Linked DNA regions of Mus musculus: region 1 is linked to region 2. Evidence: chromatin contacts called from public Hi-C data. All regions are on one chromosome and are shown on one strand. The core of a region is the stretch at or near the end of the contact, and the rest is flanking DNA. Distances in the headings are between cores, read along the strand shown.

What was found. Hi-C and Micro-C count contacts between places; a contact is called where the count stands out from the background.
Region 1: a Hi-C map of the N1E-115 cell line shows a contact between it and region 2, with 2.5 times the contacts expected there. The contact joins two enhancer-like sites. A contact is called at or near these places in 7 of 39 promoter capture datasets (the 3T3-L1 cell line, the C10 cell line, cranial neural crest and 2 more), 1 of 15 datasets of contacts at CTCF or cohesin (the NIH/3T3 cell line), 2 of 484 Hi-C or Micro-C datasets (the N1E-115 cell line and nephron progenitors) and 5 of 115 datasets of contacts at active chromatin or transcription factors (embryonic stem cells and stem cell-derived neural progenitor cells).

What each region holds. Positions count from the first base shown.
Region 1 is chr8:107,219,616-107,223,632 of GRCm38.p6, reverse strand. No RefSeq gene overlaps it. Among named protein-coding and RNA genes, the nearest start is that of 4930517G24Rik, 16 kb to the right of the region's middle. Within about 2 kb of position 1,297, at least 47 of the 459 cell types and tissues checked have an H3K27ac peak or open chromatin away from gene starts, as enhancers often do. A contact at or near this core is called in the N1E-115 cell line, where this site is marked.
Region 2 is chr8:107,112,866-107,117,036 of GRCm38.p6, reverse strand. No RefSeq gene overlaps it. Among named protein-coding and RNA genes, the nearest start is that of Gm39240, 9.1 kb to the left of the region's middle. Within about 2 kb of position 2,491, at least 131 of the 459 cell types and tissues checked have an H3K27ac peak or open chromatin away from gene starts, as enhancers often do. A contact at or near this core is called in the N1E-115 cell line, where this site is marked.

The sequences.
Region 1 (4,017 bases), core at 48-2,547, 110 kb before region 2:
AGCCCAGAACTGGGGAGCAGAGCTCTGATTGAGGCCTCCCAGCCCCAGACTGGCTAGTCAAACCCAGGTGATGGATGACAAAGCATTTGCTCCACTGTTGCGCTCCCCCAGGCTTTCCCAGGCTACTGGGCTGCCATCCACAACCTCTTACTCAGGACCAGGCTCGAAGTCACCTTAACTCTCCTTTCCTCTCTCATTGCCTCCCTCCCACTCCCGCCCCAGTAACAGGGATTGAACCTCGGGCTTTGCGCATGCTGGGCAAGCCCTCTACCACTGAGGTATATCCGCAGGCCCTTTTCATTTTATCTATTGTTTTTACTTGTTTATTTGAGACAGGGTTTTTAATGTAACCAAAGGTGACCTTGAACTTCTCCTTCCCCTTCTCCACCTCCTGTGTGTTGAAATTATAGCTGTGCTCCCACCATGGCCAGGTTAAGTGGTGCTGGGAATTGAAGCCTGGTGTAGGCTAGCGAGCACTCTACCAGTTGAGCTATCATCGCCTTGGCCTTTTATTTTTGAGATAGGGTATCGTAAAGTTGCCTTGAACCTACTATGTAGCCCGAGTAGGCCTTGAGCCCATCCTCCTGCTTCAACCTTCCAAGCAGCTGGGAGTATAGTCCTGTATCCTCAGGCCCAGGCCCAGCCCTTCTTAAAGAGTGTAATATCTTTACTCTAAGCATAATCCATTAGGTTCATTATTCTTTATTCTATTAAAACTAGATAGGATGCATTTTCTGCTGTTCTTTGGCCCTGGGAAGCTGAGCCTTAAAAGCTCAGAAGAGCTCTCACTCACCCTCTGGTTTCTGGGTGAATGTGGCCTCTGTGTGAGTGGGGGAGAGGGTTGGGGGGAAGTTGGGGGGCACAGTTGCTGCTTCAAGAGAGCAACACGAAGACATCTGCTTCAGACTTGCATAATGGGGCAGCCACAGCCTCTGTGCCCCTAAGCAAAGCACTCTGGGCTCCCTTTGGCCCTTCAGCCCTAGAGAGCTAACAACTTCCTGTTACTGCAAGACCTAGGGTGCTTCGACTCTGGGCTTCTTGTATTAATCCCCCCACCCCCACCCCGCCACACCTCAGATAAACCTTTTTCAATGTACCTTCTATTTCCTGCTAGAACTAAGAATGTTGTTGGTTTGTTTTTTGTTTTGTTTTGTTTTTTTTTTAATCATGTACAAAGTTTCTATTTGGCATAAGCCAAAAAAAAAAAAAAAAAACGGAGCCTAATCATAGAATGTGGGGCAAAAGAGAGTCTGGAGAAAGGGAAGTTATTTTGGAAGGGGGAGATGTGTGGGCATCTCTCAATGCCTTGAAATCCAACATCAGGGCACGGGGAGGTAGCTTCTCCTTAATTTGATTCAGACACACACTGGGAGCCTGCTGTGTTGCAGAAACACTGCTCTGGATTATAGAACCCAGGACTATCAGGAGCAGGCCCGGAGTCTGAGAACCTTCCACTCAGGGACACTCAGCGCACGGCAGGATGAAGGCCCTGCAGTGCAATTGAACTTGACAGGCAGCCAACCAAGGCAAAGCCAGAAAGATAAGGGCCTAATCAGAGCACAGACAGATCAGTGGGAGGAGGCAGGCTCAGGCTCTCTCCCATCACTGGGGACCTGGGAAGACCTTGTGGGGTTGGGGGAGAAGGTTATATAGGCCTATGGGCAGCTCAGCCCCAAGCCACAGCAGACCCCCTCTACTTCTGGAAACCCTGGAAGTTTGTATTAGTAACTGCTCTAGACTGACATGCATTCTTCTTTCTCCATTCGACTCCACTGACTGGGAGCCTAACACATTCCTTTCCCAAACACACACACACACAAATATGCACAGACAGAGACAAAAAGACAGAGACACACACACATCATCATCATAATAATAAAGATTTAAAATTTTAAATTAATAACTTAAGTCAGGTCTGGAGATGTAGGCCCATATTCCCAGCTACTAGCAGATCATAATTCATCAGGCCTGCCAGGATAACTTAGTGAAACCTTATTCTAAAAACAAGAGGTTACAAGAAGAAGAAGAAGAAGAAGAAGAAGAAGAAGAAGAAGAAGAAGAGTAGGAGGAGGAGGAGGAGGAAGAGGAGGAGGAAGAAGAAGAGGAAGGAAGGAAGAAAGGAAGGAAGGAAGGAAGGAAGGAAGGAAGGAAGGAAGGAAGGAAGAAAAGAAAAGAGAAAAGGAAAGGCTCAGAAGACAACTCAGAGGCACAGCATTTTGTGTGAGGCTCTATGTTCCATTTATAGTACTGAAAATAATTAAATAAAAAAAATTAGCTTAGACTGGTGTCGTCAGTAGTCCCCAGCACTTAAAGGCTAAAGCAGAAAGATTATGAGTTCAAGGCCAGTTTGAGCTTTACAGAGAGACTCTGTCTCAAAATAATAATTATAATTATACCTATAATTATTATTATTATTAAAGTCTTCTCCTCAAGGAATGTCGGGGCTGGGGATATGAAAACCTGAATTTAGAGTTTGTATCCTGGGCTCAGGTTCTGGCATCCCCACCACCTGACTGTGGTTCCTCAGTGTTGACTGTTGGTTCTTGGTGAGTCAGGTTTTTCCTCCGTACGTGGAGGTGATCCTGGGGCCTCCCCTGTGTGTGCACTCTGAAATGTACTAGGTGGGAGATTCAAAACAAACTGCTAAGTGTTCCCTCTGGCTGGTTGAGGATGTTGCTAATCTGATCAATTTGAAGTCAAGAAATGTAAGTGCTTGGTGGTTGGTCTGCAAGAATTCTCATGTGGTTCCTGCAAGCGTCTGTGTATTTAGCCTCGGACAAGCTTAGACTGAGCCTCAGCTTAGCTGCAATAGAGGAGGATGATATGCCCCTCTGACTGTGTGTGTGTGTGTGTGTGTGTGTGTGTGTGTGTGTGTGTGCGCGCGTGCATGATCCTCACACATGCATGAACTCACATGAACAGACACACAGGTTACAGGACAACTCTCGGGTATTTCTCTCCTTCCACTGTGGATTCTGGGGCTCAAATTCAGGATGTCAAGCATATGTGGCAAGAGCTTTTACCACAAAGGCTTCTTGTCAGCCTTAAATTATTAGGATATTTAAGATTCATTTATTTAATTTTATGTGCATGTGTGTGTTTCTGTGTGTGGGTATATGCATGTGGATGCAGGTGTCAATCAGGCCAGAAGAGGACATCCTATCCCCTGAAGTTGGAATTCCAGGCAGTTATGGACCATCTGACGTGTTATTGGATCTGAACTCACAAGAGCAACAAGAACTCTTAACCGTTGAACCATCTCTCTGGATCCATAAGTTACCATTTTTAATAGGTTTCTTATGCAGAACAGTTTAGATTTACAGAAGAATTACATATATACCAGGTCCCATATGTCCCAAGCCCCATGATGTCGTTCCTCTTATATTGATACATTTGCTATGAGTTGTGCACCAAAGTTGATGTAGTATTATTCAAGTTCACCACTCATCCAGATTTCCCAGCTTCCCAGCCTCCCTTTGTGTCCTGGGATCCATCGTCCAGGTTTCACACTACAGTGAATTGCTTTATTCTCTTTAGATTCCTCTGGGCTGTGAAAATTGGTCAGAATTTCCTTATTTTTATTACTTTGACAATTATTTTAGTTTTTAAATTAAGAAACTGTTAGTTGCCTTACTTTACTTATCATAATGCCCTCTAGGTTCCTCTAGACTGTGTCGGAATTTTCTGTCTTGTTCAAAGATTAAAGAAAAAAATTGCCAGGCAGTGGTGAACATTTTTAATTTCAGCACTCGGGAGGAAGAGATGGGCAGATCTCTGAGTTTGAGGCCAGCCTGGTCTACAGAATGAGTTCCATGACAGATACACACACACACACACACACACACAGACACATATATACATACACATTATACACATGCATATGTACGTATATATACATGTCTCAAAAACTTAAAATACAATGATATATATATGTGTGTGTGTATATATATGTATATATATGCATATATATACATGTATATATATGCATATATATCACAAATGTGCACATGCACGAAC
Region 2 (4,171 bases), core at 1,242-3,741:
GCCAATCTCCCCACCCCACCCCACCCCACTCCACCCCCAAAAATTAGTATTCTAAAGATAAACTGCCAATAAGTCATCCTGGTCAGCTGAGGGCTGTCTAACAGATAATTTGATAATCCAATTAATTTCAGAGGGCACTGGGGCTTGTTCCTTCCTGATGCTGATTTGGATTTGTAAAGGTTTTCTGGGTTTGCTTTTGTTTTTCATTAAGTAGGATTATCACTATGTTGTACTGGCTGGCCTGGAACTTACTGTTAGACCAGACTAACCTCGAACTCATAGAGAAATCTGATGCCCTCTGAACACAGCAAGGTGTGTGCACCACACCCAGCTAAAGTCTTACTTTATTTATTTGTTTGTTTGTTTGGGGTTTTAGAGACATGATTTTTCTGTGTAGCCCTGGCTGTCCTGGAACTTGCTCTGTAGACCAAGCTGGCCTGGAACTCTGCCTGCCTCTGCCTTTTGTACTGAAATTAAAGGTGTGTGCCACCACGTCCAGCTTAAAATGGGTTTGGTTTGATATGTTGTCCTTTGTTTTCTTAACAGATGCAGAAAGAGCTCTTTAAAGTGATTTCAGCAAATCTATAGACTTAATTTATCAGATGGGAAAACTGAGCTTCAGGGCAAACACAGGTTTTCAGGATCAATAAAAGAACCTGGAACATGTTTTATTTAACAATTCCTCCGGCATCTAAAGCTTTCTGTGGTGATTGTCTTTCGTTTCCCTTATGATCTGCTGGATGGTATTTGGGCCTGGAACTGGAAACCCGTGGACGCCAAGCCGCAGGTTAGTGCTGATGTCAGGGATATTTGAGAATCATTGCTGCCCCCTGCTGTAAGGAAAACAGTTCACAGGTTCCGGAGAGGTATTGAATTTTCCTCAAGGTTTACGTGTATATGTAAGTATACGTGTATGTTTTGTTTTAGACAAAGTCTCTTGTGACTCTGAACGGCCACTAGCCTCAAACTCACTCGAAGCCAAGGATTGCTTTTCACGTCTGGTTCTTCTGCCTCCATCTCTATAGGGTGGGATTACAGGGCTATACTGCCTTGCCTGGGTTCTCTGGTTCTGATGATGGATGTACTTTAGGTAAATTTTCTGCCAACTGAGCTACGTCCTTAGCTTGTCCTGGCTCTTTTTTTCTTTTTTCTTTTCTTTCTTTTTTCTTCCTTTTTGCTTGTTTGGTTTTTTGTTTGTTTGTTTTGTTTTGTTTGATACAGGGTTTCTCCGTGTAACCCTTACTCACTCTGTAGACCAGGCTGGCCTTGAACTCAAAGAGATCTGCCGAAATCTGGGATTAAAGACATGTACCACCACCCCCAGCCATAAAAAAGTAGCAATTTCTGAGGCTTTTTTTTTTTTTTTTTTTTTTTGAGACAGGGTTTTTCTGTGTAACCCTGGCTATCCTGGAACTCACTCTGTAGACCAGGCTGGCCTTGAACTCACTGAGGCTAAATTTTTAACACCATGGAAAGATATAAAGGCACAAGAAACTCTTCCCTGTATCTGTTCCACTTTCCTCTGCTAATTATCATTAATAGTCCTTTCTTTTCTTTGTGTGTGTGAATGTGAGCTGTAAGTGCCTGTGTATGCAGGAATGCACACACTCTTGCGCACGTGAACACACACACATTTTTTAGAAAGTTTTCCTATGTAGCTCTGGATTGCCTCAAACTCACCCATCCTCGCGCCACATCCTCCACGTACCAACATTACAGGCACCGGTTCCCACACCTGACTTAATTTAATCTTTTTAATGAAGAATGGGTCCAGGTGTTTAGTAATACTACCATTTCCAAACCTGCTGGGACATCGAGATCAGAATGTCCCAGGGAGTTTCACTGGAAATCCACAGCTGCCTTCTGTGAACTCCATTCTCATCCCCCAGTCAGGGAAGGAAACTGGAATCTCGACACTGAAGGGCGCGTCCACGGTGCCGGTGTACAGACCACTGTGCGAACAGCCATCCACCCTCCCGTTTCTTGCTACAGGGGCAGCTCCTGTTTCCTGATTTCCTGTTACTCACGGGTTATTCACCAGAGCCTTATCAGGGTGTCTGCACAGCACCAAGACCCTGTGCCTTTCTTCCAGACCCGGGGAGGTATGGTGTGGTGTGAATTTCGACACAGCCAAGGCGGTGTTGCTGGGGGTTAGTTGGTTAGTGTGGGTGTTGGCAGCCAGCTGGGGCTCGGGTAGGGAGCCTGTGTGTGGGTGAAACTCAGGAATCCTGTGGCACTACAGTTACAGAAAAAAATTTAAAGGCCCAGCCCAGGCCTTTACGAAGTACAGCTGAGTCTGACAAACCCAGAACCAGCCCCAGCTCTCAGATCTTCTGGGGCGAGGGGTTGGGAGGGGGCGGGATACAGTTCCCTGTGGGCCCTTCTAAATCAGATAAGACATAATGCAGATGAAACGCGGGTGGGAAACGCACGGTAGACAGCAGATTACAGTCATAAAAAGAGATGACAGATTTCATCGTCACTCATGACCCACCCAAATGTCACGTCCTCTGGGCTCTTTCCCTGGCATTTCCTGCCCCAAGTGGATGTTCTTTCCATTGTACTCCCCGACACTTGAAATCGAACAACAAAAGGAAAAAAAAAATACTACTACTGCTGCCTGAGGTTTCCTGGGTCAGAATATCTAGCTGCTTTCCTGTTTGATCTCCCACCAGTCCAGGGGTCCCAGGGAGTTAAAGGCCCACGGGCTGTTTAGTCACGTGGTCTTCACTTTTCTTTCTTTCTTTTTTTTTTTTTTTTCTTACATACTCAATTAGCTTTCTAATTTCTGTAGCCCTAGAAACAGACCTATACCCGGGCCTCTTGATCCGTAACAAAAGTAGCACTTCAGAAATGAGGGGTTTTGCTTTTGGTTTTCTATGTTTATGATTTTTACAGTGAGTTGGTATGTATCACATGTGTGCAGGTATCCATGGAGACCAGAAAGTATCATATTGTCTGAAACTGGATTTGCTGGCAGTTGTGAGGCACCGTGTGGATGCTGGGAACTGAACCCACCGTTCAAGAACAGTGTGCGTTCTTAAACTCTGAGCCGTGGGTCTGTTAGCCCCGGAAGGGGATTTTCTTAAAGAAGGTCAATGAATCCGATACTCATAGAAAAATAAAATGCACCTGAGCCCTGTTGTTCGCCATTCTCAAACATCAGAGTTAGATTCGATAAAAGGTTACACATGGGGCTGAGGCTGTAGCACCGCTGGTTGAATGCTTGGGTTCCAGACCACCACCGCAGAAAACCAATGTGGTGATGCCTGCCTGTGATCCCACCCATGAGGACTTGACACAGGAGGATCAGGAACTCTGACACTGTCCTTGGCTACAAGCAAGGCCACTTTGAGCCTTTCCTTTGAGGCAGAGGCAGACAGATCTCTGACTTCAGCCTGACAATATGTTGAGTTTCTGGCCAAGCATGGCCACATCTTGAGTCATGAGGATGGGGTAGGTGAGGGAGAGAGAGACAGTTCAGATGGTAAAAGCACCTTTCGCACAAGCCTGCCGATCTGACTTTCCATCCCTGAAACCTCATGGTGGAAGGAGAGAGCTGACTCCTGAATGTTGCCCTCTGACCTCCACACACACCACTGGCATGCTACCCTTTCAGCCTCTCGCTCAGCCTCATCTTTTTTTTTTTTTTTTTTTAAAGACTGTTGCTAGGGCAACAGTTAGTAAAGTGCTCGCCTTGCAAATTCAAAGCCTTGAATTAGATCCCCAAAACCCTTGTAAAAAGCTGGGTGTGACTGCAATCCAGGTGCTGAGAAAGCAGAAAGAGGTGGATTTTTGCTGCTCACAGCCTGGCCCAGTTAGTGAGCTCCAGGCCATCGAGAGAGCCTTTTGGCTTCTGGGATTGTCCTCTGGCCTCCACACATACCTGTATGCACACACACTCACACACACACACACACATTTTGAAATATTTTTATTACTTTTAATTATGTGTATGTAGATATACATCTTGGTGTGGGTATGTCATGTAACCATGGCACCATGGAGATGACCATGGAAGCCAGAGGAGAGGCTGTTTCTGATCCCCAGGGGCTGGAGTTCCAGCCAGATACGAACGTCCCACAGAGGGTGCTAGGATTTGAACTCGGGTTCTCGGCGAAAGCAGCAAGGGCTCTTAAACACTGAGCCATCTCTCCAGCCCCCTATTTAT